Linked DNA regions of Astyanax mexicanus: region 2 is linked to region 1. The links are chromatin contacts, called in public Hi-C maps. All regions are on one chromosome and are shown on one strand. Each heading gives the region's core, a stretch centred on a gene start, on an enhancer-like site or on the middle of the called end of the contact. The rest is flanking DNA. Distances are from core to core; before and after follow the strand shown.

Region 1 (5,985 bases), core at 1,746-4,245:
ACACATACTGGTTTAAGTTCTCCACATGGTGCCAAATGAACCAGTATACCGGCCAGCACTATTATTCAAGGTAATTCTACCTCATTTAAGACACTGATAAAATACCAAGATTGTGCAGATCTGTCCTCAAAGCTAAATGTGTTACTTTTAAACAACAATTAAAACACTCTGTTAAAAATACCATATTGTGTGAAGTGTATATTGTACATTATGAGTAACAAGCATTATATTAATAAAGCCCTAATGGACATTTATTCAAGTACTCTCTTACCCAAGGTCTCTACTCCCTCTCTCTTTTTGGAGCTGGCTTTGTTGCTGAGCTCACAGCTGATGTGAAAGAAGGTGAAAAGAATGTGGTGCTTCTCATGAACATGGACTGGCAACTCGATCTTAATCTGCAGACAAAGAAAAAAGGAAATCAATAGGGATTAATCACATCATAGCATCATAATAATAAAAGGTGTAAAATTACTAAACAATGGACTAAAACCCGAAACTAAACACGATTTTTGTCAAACATTTGTGGATGGGCTGAACATGTTTCCCTGTAAAGCTGCTTTGTGACATTTGTTGTAAAAAGCACTATATAAATTAAATTGAATTTAATTTAATTGAATGTTTTTTTTTACCAATGCATAAATAGACTAAATGTAGTTTTGTCTTGCTTTTTAAAGAACCATAATGAGAATATTTTGGAATTGTAAAAAAACTAGCTCTATAACATTAAATGGGCAATATCAGGGTCAGCAACAGCTTTAGAAGTCATGTCCCCATCAAATGTACAATAAGTAGATATTGCAATTATTTTGACTAGTAAAAATACTATAGCACAATATGGCTTCAAAATAATTAGTAATTGTGTAATATAAATTATTTGGTCTTTTATTTATAACCTTTTGATAGAATATTTGGTGCATATGTACATAATATGTATCACTTTTAGTGATTATTCACCTGTTCACTTATCATTTAAACTCAATTGAACTCATTACTGCCTTCTGCCACAAGATGGCACCCATAGGCCCAGTATCTAGTAAAGAGATGTAACATCTAGCTTCGGTTCTCAGGCTCACCAATCTGTCCAAGTTGTTCAGATAAGACCTGTATATTTTTAGAAGCACGTATCTGTATGAAATCATCACACTGATCCTGCAATACATCCTTACTAGAATTCTTTCCACAGACTGAACAGTTCCTCTGACAAATACAGTGTACAGAGTTGAGCATTATCTTTCTCGTCTGTACTCTCATACACTTATGCTGCCGGTAAACTGCCGCTGACTCCTTGCTCACTGATGCACAGCTGATTACAAAGGTCATTGTTTAACACGCTTATTCGCTCTGCCACAGTAAACGCAGTTAGGAGTATGAAGCATGCAGCCTTTATAGGAACTGTTCGTCAGTAATTGGCTTCCCTGCTCACCACACAGCTTGCCTCAACCTGGTGGATCACTTTATCTGTTCACTCAGTAGAAATTCTGCTTTAAGGACAGATCTCAGTAAGGCTGAACTATCAGTCTCTTCTTTTCCTCGTACCAAGCATGCTGTTCTGCGTGTTTAGTTATGTAATGATTGTGAAGATTGTTTTTAAAGACAAGTTTTTTTTGCAGTGAATGGTGAGCTTGAGATATGCTGCCAGTAGGCTGGGTTTGGCCAGCTTGTTCTTACCTGGCAAAAATCTAGATAATCTGGTTTTAGAACAATAAACAAATGATGATAAATTAAGATGAAAGATAACTACTGTTATTTCCTGTAATATTTTAATTCTCTTGATATATACGAAACACTAAGAAAATCTGAATTGGGTTTAGAACATTAGTTTTTGACATTATTAAACCCTAAGAGTGTCCTAAAGACAAAGATAATTTACTCTCCTAACATCTCTAGCAAACTAACTACTTTCAACCGTATTCCCAATATTAACTTTTGGCTTCTTTGAGACTCTGCTAAATGTTTATTTTTTGCCTTGGATTGTCATGTCCTCTATTGCTTATGTACCTCATTATTTTCAAGGATTCAAGGAGACTTTATTGTCATTCACATAACATGTGGTACATGAGGTGAAACGAAATTGTGATCCCACGGTCCAGTTTACACCCAAGAGCAAAGGTTAAAATAGATAAATATAGTAAAAATAAAATAAAGTAAAAAAGAACAGAATAAAATAGAATAGAATAAAATAGATATCAATATAAATCCACAAAAATAGGGGGAGTAGGCAGGTAGCAGCAACATGAAGTCCAGAGTGCAACTTTACTGTAGCAGTAATTTACTGCTTTACTGCTTTGCATTAAAGCACCCACTAAATACAATGTAATGTAATGCAATAAAATAGTCCCTTCTTGTTTAATTAAACATTACAACTGCTTTAATCCACACTAAGTAGAATTATGAAGATTATTAACCAATTTTTATCTTATTCTGTGGGAACCCTATTAACGCAATGAAGCGTAATTCTCCCTCCCACCACAAGATGGCACAGATAGACCGTCCAACCCAAAAATATTGTTGCATGGGGATGACGTTTCCACTTCCTGACATCATGAGGCATAGTCCAGCCTGCTACTGTGTCTGTGTGAATTATGAAATGAAATTCAATCTCAAGCCCTCAGTGAAGGAAAAAAAGAACATGAGAGTGTTTACAGCTCAAGGGATTTTTAGTGGGGAGGTCTTGTGACTAGTCATGTAACCAGATTGAACAAAAATGACCTCTGTTTGTGTTTATTCGTTAATAAAATTTGGATATAAAATGACTCAATACTTCTCTATTTTCTCAGAATCAGTTTCTGTTCATAGTTCAGTCTTATCCAGTGTTTTGCAATATCAGGAGGAACTCACTGGTAAAATCTCATTTTAATGAAACAGGAAGGAAAAAATAAGTAATAAACTGGTTTGACTTATTAAATTTGACTTATCAACCATAGTAGGGTTGCCAACTTTCAGAAATAAATATAAGGGACGCTCACCACGGTGCTGTAGGGCCATGATGCAGCAAGGGTTTGTTTTATTTTGTGCTGATGTTTTTTATTAAAGGGGTGATCAAAAAAGCAGTTTGTTGTACTTAAAGCTTGAAATACTTTATTAACAATGAACACATTCTCTTACAAAGTATGGTTATTTCAATCTTAAATTAAATCTGTTTGTGTGAAGTGTGCAACAATAAACTTTTAAAATATAAGCTAAATAAATTGAGAACTTGATATTTTAACCATATTTTACAGATTATTAGGCGCACTATCAATAAACAATCTGTTTTTTTTCTGGCCTATTTTCATACATAAGGCGCACCGGAATATAAGGCTCATTTTAAGCAACAATAAAACATTTTCTTTCAAAGTCAAACGAGCGCTGGATGTTAATCTACACAGATGTCTCTCCTGAAAACTGTTTATTTGTGTGAGTAAAGCACTTCTGTTTATTTACAGTAAGCTTACATTTTCAATATTTTAGTGTTGTTAGCAGCTCTTAGCGCTAGTAAATGCCGCCCAACAGCGCTACACTGAGGAATCCTGAGTGTTCCAGCAAGTCAGGAACACTCACAGTCCGTTATACTCACCTCTAAACAGTGAAAGAGCTTGCGCTGCAGTTAGCGGCTAATGCTAATAATGCTCCAGTCTTGGTGCTGGAGAAACTTTCCTAAAACGCATTATAAGGCTGCACTTCAGCAGAGTGGCTTTACGGCTCCTTTCAACCTGACGGGTTCAATTCATACGTAAAGGTACACCAGATTATTAGGCGCACTAACGATTTTTGGAAAAATTAAAGGAATTTAAGTGTCCCTTATAGTGTGAAAAATACAGTAATTCTGTTTGAAACCTGGGGACATTTTTACTTAAATCTGCTGTATTTGTCTGCTGCATAGGACATTCATTTGACTTTAACATTATTACTGATTAATGATCATTACTGTTAAATTCAAATGATGTGTGTGTAATAGAGATGTGTTTTTGACTCAATAAGGGGTGTAAAAATTAACTGCCAAATATGGGTTGGGTGGCAACCCAAAACCACACTGACCAATCTCTATATTATTTTGAGGTGCACTGTAATGTTAATATGAGGATCACAAAATAGGATATCACAAAATAAGAAACCTTACCTCATCATAAAATTCAGGGCTTTGGTTATGATGCAACACAGCAGCAAAAGCACTAGTGGTGAAAAGTGGTCCTCCAGGCTTGCCAAATATACACTAAAAAAAGATAAGAGGAGCAAATACACAGCTTTAGAACTAATGTGGGTCGAGCAAACTAATTCAGATTCTACACACTAAAATCCGCAGTGCTGAAGGATGTCTTTCGCTATACATATACATCCAGTTAATCCAGCATTATAGGATTTAATGTAATATTACTGAGTTTAATTCACGAATGTAGGCTAAATTCAGCTCTAGTGATTATCACGTGTAATTTAAATAAACTGGAAAACCACATGCAGTACAAGCCATTTATGTTTACCTTCACTGGGCCAGCTCCCTCATCATCTGAATCTTTAAACTGCACACAAACAGCAATGTTCCTTGCCTACAAAACAGATAGGCAGACAGTACAACTGACACAAGTGTACTCTTTAGTTTAATATACATTACTGTATATTTATCACATTCTTTTATGTTCACATTTCCACTGATTATGAAAAAGAAACACTAAGTCTCATTGCAGTGTAGATAGACTCCTGGACTAAATTCTGGACTTAATTTAATTTAGTCAGCAAATTCCACACATTATGTCTGTAGCACTTTGCACATTACCTTAGCAAATGTCTTCTGGTTCTCATATTTGAGCTGCAGGGGGTAGATGTAGAGGTGGTTCTTATAGATGGTGAAAGGGTGATTGTACTTGGCTTCTTCTGGGACAAACTCCTCCACCTCCACAGAGACTTTCTCACACTGCTCATCAAATGGCTTCACTGGGATGTAAGAAGAGTTGACTGAATCTGTAAAAGAAATAGCATTACTCAAATATATACTTTAAAGAGATTAAAGGTGTTTTTTTCTTAAGAGTGCAGACCATGGTTCAAACCAATGTTTGCAATGTTTATGTTACATTGTATAAATTTAGCCCAGTTAGTTTTGGGTACACACCACAGATTAGTGAGCACAATAAGCAACATCTGGTCATCATCACCTAGGTGGGCTGCATCTTACTATATATATATTTTTTTTTTATATATATAATTGTATTTCTAATTTTTTTCTAATTTATACAGCCAATTACTCAACCCACTCATTAGGAATCCCCCTATCACTAGTGATGCCCCAACACTAGCACATGAAGACTAGCAGATGCCTCCTCCGATACATGTGAAGTCAGACAGCGCCTCTTTTTGAACTGCTGCTGATGCATCATTGTCGAGTAGCATCACTCGGTTCTGACACATCAGCTCACAGACGCCTTGTTTAGAGCGACGTCACCCTTTGGAGTGATGTGGGGAGAGAGCACCATCTACCCACCCAGAGAGAGCAAGGCTAATTGTGCTCTCTCTCAGGGCTCCGGTAGCTGATGGCAAGCTACATGAACTGGATTCGAACCGGTGATCTCCTGATCATAGTGGCAGTGCTTAGCCTGCTGGACCACTCAGTTATACTTCATACTTGATATTGTTTGATCCATAGAAAGACGCGTGTCAAGCGCTTTCATACCGCAAACAAACTAAAACATGGCTCAGTGAATTTATTCCAAGACCAGCTCTTTTGGTTGGAACAAATTTTGTCCTTAGGTCTGGACAGTGATTTGGGGTGAAAAATTATTTCCAGATCATTTGCAGCATTTCTGTTGATCCAGCATTTCATCATCATGACTTTTCTTCATGTCAGAACTGCCAAATTCAAAAAGTGAAATATTATGAACTAAATATATTAGTTTAAAGGAAATATAATATGCTACAGTATGGAATATGAAAGGAAATATGAGACATTTCAGTAGGGACATTGGGAGTACAAATTCTCATTTACATTACAAAAAGCAGCACACAGAAATGCAGCTG
Region 2 (5,985 bases), core at 1,107-3,606, 45 kb after region 1:
CTGCTTCACCCTGGCTAGCTTTCCCAGCTTCCTGAGCTCAAACACAGAAGAAATTCATAACTGAACATCATAAACATTTAACAGGCAGAAAGATACTGTCTGCAGCCACACTGTAAGCCTCGATACGTCAAATTTACTTATTTTATTACCACTTATTACCAGTTTATTTGAGGAAACTGGTTGACATAAGATTTTTAAGTAATGTTTACAAAAAAAAATTAAGTTATTTAGACTAAAGACGTTTAGTTATTGCGCTTAAATTGTTAGTTCATTGATTTTTATCTTTTGTTATATCAATTGCTTCGCAAAATAATTGTACTTTGAATATTTTAGTCAGGTGAAGAAAACAGATTTATATTTATAAGTCTTCTTTTTGATTTTACTGAAGTAAAATACAGATTTAAAAAATCCTCATAAAAAATTAGATGAAGAAAGAAAATGCTACAGAGTGAACAGCATAAGTCCTATCCGGACAGGATTAGTTTCTTAAGGGGTCCTGGTGTATTTTCTATTTAATGGGGGGGGTCCTCTCTGATTTTATTCTAGTGTGGAACGACCATGTACATGTTTTTCTCAGGCGTCCTCTAAGAAAATTACAGGCTGAATTACCTACTGTTTTTTCATGGAACTCTGGGTTTCTTCTCCTGGCATTTAATAAAATAGGTATTTGTCCATTGCTAAACACCTGTAATTACACTTTTGTAACACCTGTAATTACACTTTTATTTCCACTGAGATCCACGTAAACACAACAGCAAGTGGAAATGGAGAAGCTACTGAACGTGATGTTATGTGACTAAGAATGCCTAAAAACTCACCGTTCCCCCTGTTCAATTGCAGTCTGGATGCAAGAGTTTTATCACTGAGTAGAAGTGTGAAATATATTTTTACAGATGTCCCCCTGAGAAACTAATCCCGTCCGGATAGGGCTATAGAGTTAGCAGCACAGAAAATGATGCTTGCTCTTAAAGCCTACAACATGAAGTGCAAGCAGTTAATCATAATACATCATCAACAATTTTCCCTTAGGTAGCCCAGGGGGAATTACTACACACTGATGGTGAGTGTTAAAAACTGGGGGACACGCCCAGTATGCTAACAGATTGTGCCAGAAGCCAATAGAAAAGAAGTTGCCAATGGCAACACTTGATTTAACTCAAAGAACTGAATTGGTATGTAGGTTATATGTGGCCACAAATGTTCACATTATAGTTGAGTAATGTTTGGAAATATCCAATTTTACATAAAACCCAGACTTAATTTGTTTGAGTTCAAACTATTTGTTGGTTTACAATGAGTATATTTTTTCCCCACACAGGTTAGCTATTTAGCTAAAAGCCCTTGTGGTGTGCTCCTCCTCCTCCATGCCTGCCTGCCTGGACAGAGCACTCCATCATCATTTATGAATAAGGAGGACACATCCTCCAAGCCACTAGCCTAGCTAGGTTATCCCAGCACCACCTAGGATAAGCACTTTATACCCATTTCGCATGAAAGGAGAGGACAGGAACAGGCATAATCCTCTGAAGAGGAAGTTAGAGAGAGAGATAGAAGCCCACCAGCCTGTATTTGTTACCCTAGGTTATATTTCTGAACACAAAGGGACTCCTCTGCAGCAGCATGGTCCATGTGCTTGCTCTTCTTTCACACTACTCACTAAAAGACTCTAGCCTGGGCTGAGCATTAGGGAGTGAGGAGGATTATGGAAGGGACCTCTATAGCTTGCCAAAAAACACATATTCCATAAATTAAGCCAGCGAAATCTTCCTGGCGCATGCTCAGTTTGCGAGCTGTGTTTATTTAAAATAAGCGCTTAACGGTTTTTTTCTGCCCGCAGCATCAGTGTGGACAGACTAGCTGGCTAGCGCTGACTGCTGAGCCGGGCGGCTCGTAAAGGGAAGGCACAGAACAGGACAAAGATTAAACATTAAAATGCTCTGTAAAACGTTTAAAACATCTCCAAAAACGTGTAAAACACCGGTCAAACGTGTCAAACATCTCCAAAACGTGTGTAAAACGTGGAGAGAGAGAGAAAAGCAGAGGTAGCGCGCGCAGACCCGAGCAGGACTCTCTCTCTGTTGTAGTAACGGTAATAGCGCGTTAAGGGTAAACGTTACTAACCACAATCACAGAAGAGCGCACCGCCTCCGACACGCTCTGCCTCAGCTCCGCCGCCGTCCCCGGTTTGCTCAGCCTCTTAGTAAATTTCCGTACTTCCGACATTTTTCCAGGCTCTGCTCTGTCTCCCTCACATCGCTGGAAGCCCCATTCTGAAGGTGAAATGTGAAGCGGACATGCCGCTGAAGTCCAGGTGCCAGCCTCTGACAGATGTGGCGACTCACTCAACGCTCTCCCAGAGACCACGCCCCCTCCTCCCCGCGCTCCACCTCTCACTGCAGGTTGCCAGATAGAGGAAGGAGGTTCCCTTAACGATTATTACGTACCTGAACAAACGTCTTGTTCCTAAACTAATAAATACTAAATAAATAAAATAAAATAAATCAGGTTATGGAACTGATCTCCTTATTAAGTGAATTTCATGTACACAAATCCAGAGCCATGTCTATTCTGCAACGACATGAGGGATTTTTGTAATGATTCTTTATTACATATACAACTGAACAAGGGATTTTAATGGATATAACTAAAGAACTGTAAATTAAATTATTCATATTACATTAATATATACAAGCTATGTGTATGTGTAAATGTATTTACGTACATGTTATTTTTTTGTTTGTTTATTAACTAATGCCTTAATGTATGTATTCGATTGATGTATTTTCTTTTAACTAACATTTACTGTCTTTATATTATTTAGGATGTATTAAAAATAATCCAATCACTCCGGTAAATTTATTTAATAAATACCGGTAAATATAATTTTAATAAAGGTTGCCAGGTAGACGTATAATAAAGAGTCGCAGGAAAAAAAAAATATATATATATATAAATGAAAAAGATCATTTATGATCTATTTTACTCTGTTTGCTATATTTTAGCTTTATAGCAAATGTAAAATACGTTAAAAATAAAGTATATCAAAACCAAATCTGTGTATATATATGGGAACTTTAGGGTGGTTGAAATAACCAAGCAAATGATGTTGCTCTCAGCAACAATGATGTTGCTCTCAGGCAACAAACTCCTTTTTTAGTTGTTACACCATTTCATTGTCCTTTTTTAAATATAATGTCACAATATAATGTCTATCCAATAACATTTGGGGGTAGAAGCTGATTTAAGATTTCACTTTGAAGCAATCATTTTTGGAGTCAAAGCAAGATAAGATTAAATGCCACCAATTGCTAAATTGCAGATTTTTTGTACTGTGTACACGTAAACATATTTTTAACAATATGCACCTAGACTACATTTGTTAGGGAAATTATACTAATAAAGCAGTTGTGGGAGAGTGTTTAAAATTTAAAAATTCTAGACCCATACACCAAACTTCATAATAATATAAATAGTGGATGGCCTCTGCAATGACGCTTACCTAAACAAAGGTGTTTTTTTTTTTCTGAAAAGGCAAGGTGCCCAAACTTTTGTTTTGAGTTTTTTTGCATTTTTACATTGTGAAACTGTAGCACAATAAAGTAAATGGAAAGTAATGTTGCTAACTATTAAAGAAATTAGCCATTTTTTCCTTTATGCCTTTTGTAAATCAGGTCAGAGTTCACTGGCTTCAGAGTAACAGCTCACTAGAGCAGTGTCCAAACCTTTGCACATGACTTTGTGTAATAACTGACTGATGGAGAGGATAGTGTAGAGTTGACTATCAGCATGATCAGAGATTTAACTATATAGATAAATGTGGGCTCCCTATTTGGCAACTCTCAGGTCACTGGTGCACCTTTGTATTTGTTTAAAGTGTTTATTAATGATTATACGATGTGAATTACCTCCTAGCCATCAAAAAGCTAAATCTTTTCATTAATGTTATCATTCATAAACCATTTATGATAATAGACATATTGTAAACTAAAACCTACCTTTATTTCTTGGTCTTGAGGTGACATCTTCTGGACATGTTTAGAAGTGCATAAAGAGGCTGTGTGGGTTTCTTTGTGAGCAGGAACAGGAAGAGGTAGAATCGCCTTCAATTTTAGGAGTAGCAGCATCGTTCACAATATTTACCGACTGACTTCATCTATGGAGAAATGTAACACATACAAAATGTTGTAGTTCAACAAATTATTCTGTTTTAAGAATTTATTTTATTAAGTTAAACAAGCATTTATTTCCTGTCCAAAACAGGTTATCTATCTATAGTGGCTGGAGCCACATTAAAGGTAAAGGGTTTAAACTACACTATATGGACCTGCTCATTTATTATTTAATATTTAGTGGACATATAATATATTTCTGGACCAAATAAAAAATGTAATTAAAAAACTATCAAAGCTACTTAACTTAACTGCCAGATAATTATCTTGTCTTGTCAGCAACAGTATGTGCTCAAAGAATGAGGTCAGCTGACTACCTTAATATTTTGAATTTAGACCAGGTTATTGGACTGGAATTGTAAAGGGTGGTTTAGGGAGCATGAGATCATCATTTACATTTTCACACATGGATTGTTCACCACAGAGTCCAGATCTTAACCCCATTGAGAATCTTTGGGATGTGCTGGAGAAGGCTTTGTGCAGCGGTCAGACTCTACATTCATCAATGCAAGATATTGGTGAAAAATTAATGCAACACTGGATTAAAATAAATCTTGTGACATTGCAGAAGCTTATCGAAACAATGCCACAGTGAATGCGTTGCTGCAATCAGAGCTAAGGGCAGAATATTAGAGTGTGACCGAATTAATTAAGGCAACTGATGCTGTATCATTTAGCAACATTTTAGTATGATAGTAAACTTCATATGGTCTGTAGATTTTTACCTTTAACTATTTATTCAATATTTATTCAGTAAAATTGTTCACATTAATGTTCTCTAACTTTAAACGTCACCCAACTCCAGTACTAATCTTACCCACAATTCAAAACTAAACGTCACCCTTGTCCTAAACCTAGCCCTGATCCTTACAAGAAGTTTGTTTTATAAATGTATAAATTTTTGGTTAATAGCCCCTTGCAGTACCACTGGGGGCCACAGCCTACACACTGAAAACCACTAGAAAACAGCTGGCTGGTGTAATGCAGTGGGAAACAGCATTGGGAGCCCATAGCTGACTGTGGTCCAATTCCCTGATCAGTTAAGCACACCATCAGTAAACAAACAATTTGTATTCCTACCAAACCCATGGTAGCAATGACTTTTAAATTGTTTACGAGTTCTCTAGTTTACTAGCCTCGTTATGACCTCTTATTGTGTTAAATATTGAAAGTTCCCTTAGCTTATGAGAAGCTTATATATTTTACTTACAGTATCTCTTCCATATGTACATAATTTTACAAACACATCTAAACAAAGTGAAATGAATGCCTGCATTGTTGGACCTAACATTCCTGCTCCAACCTATATAACATGTATAAAAATTGAGATTTAAAAACACTATATTGTGCATTTCACATTCATGATATGGTAGAAAATACAAAAACACACATTTCTGGTTGGATTCATTTATTAAGGGCACATCCGCCTCTAGGAAACCAGATCATTTTAATTGATATTTCAGATTAAGAAGTGCTGCTCGTGGCTTTCTTTTTATTTGTCATTTGGCCATCTTTATGTTTCCTTTTCCTTTTCTCAAAATAAAAATATTTTCACATTTTGTATGTACAACCTGCATGTTATATACAAATCTAACCAGTGATACAAACTATTATCACATATACATTACAAAATTATGTACAGAAAACAGTAGATATACATTTTGTACAATGTAGCAATATTTTCAACTGCTTTATCTTCAGTCTCTGGCTCTCTTTTATAAAAACACACACACATATATATATATACACTCAATTCACATCATCAGGTTTTAGCTGACGGTTGATCATGTGCAGAAGCCTCAACTCTGGAGACTGA

Evidence for each region. A called contact is a pair of places that touch in the nucleus more often than the background predicts.
Region 2: a Hi-C map of muscle shows a contact between it and region 1, with 17 times the contacts expected there. The contact joins the promoter of dock11 here to the enhancer-like site in region 1. A contact is called at or near these places in 3 of 3 Hi-C or Micro-C datasets (blood and muscle).

What each region holds. Positions count from the first base shown.
Region 1 is chr8:29,742,451-29,748,435 of AstMex3_surface, forward strand. It overlaps dock11 (dedicator of cytokinesis 11), which reads right to left. Exons shown (of 53, transcript XM_007255754.4): 17 at 4,751-4,935; 18 at 4,458-4,523; 19 at 4,100-4,192; 20 at 272-395. Among protein-coding and RNA genes, the nearest start is that of dock11, 45 kb to the right of the region's middle. Within about 2 kb of position 2,996, the one cell type or tissue checked has an H3K27ac peak away from gene starts, as active enhancers do.
Region 2 is chr8:29,788,514-29,794,498 of AstMex3_surface, forward strand. It overlaps dock11 (dedicator of cytokinesis 11), which reads right to left and starts at 2,357. Exons shown (of 53, transcript XM_007255754.4): 1 at 2,122-2,357. The coding sequence starts at 2,223. ntn4 (netrin 4) reads right to left here. Exons shown (of 10, transcript XM_007255750.4): 10 at 5,561-5,985.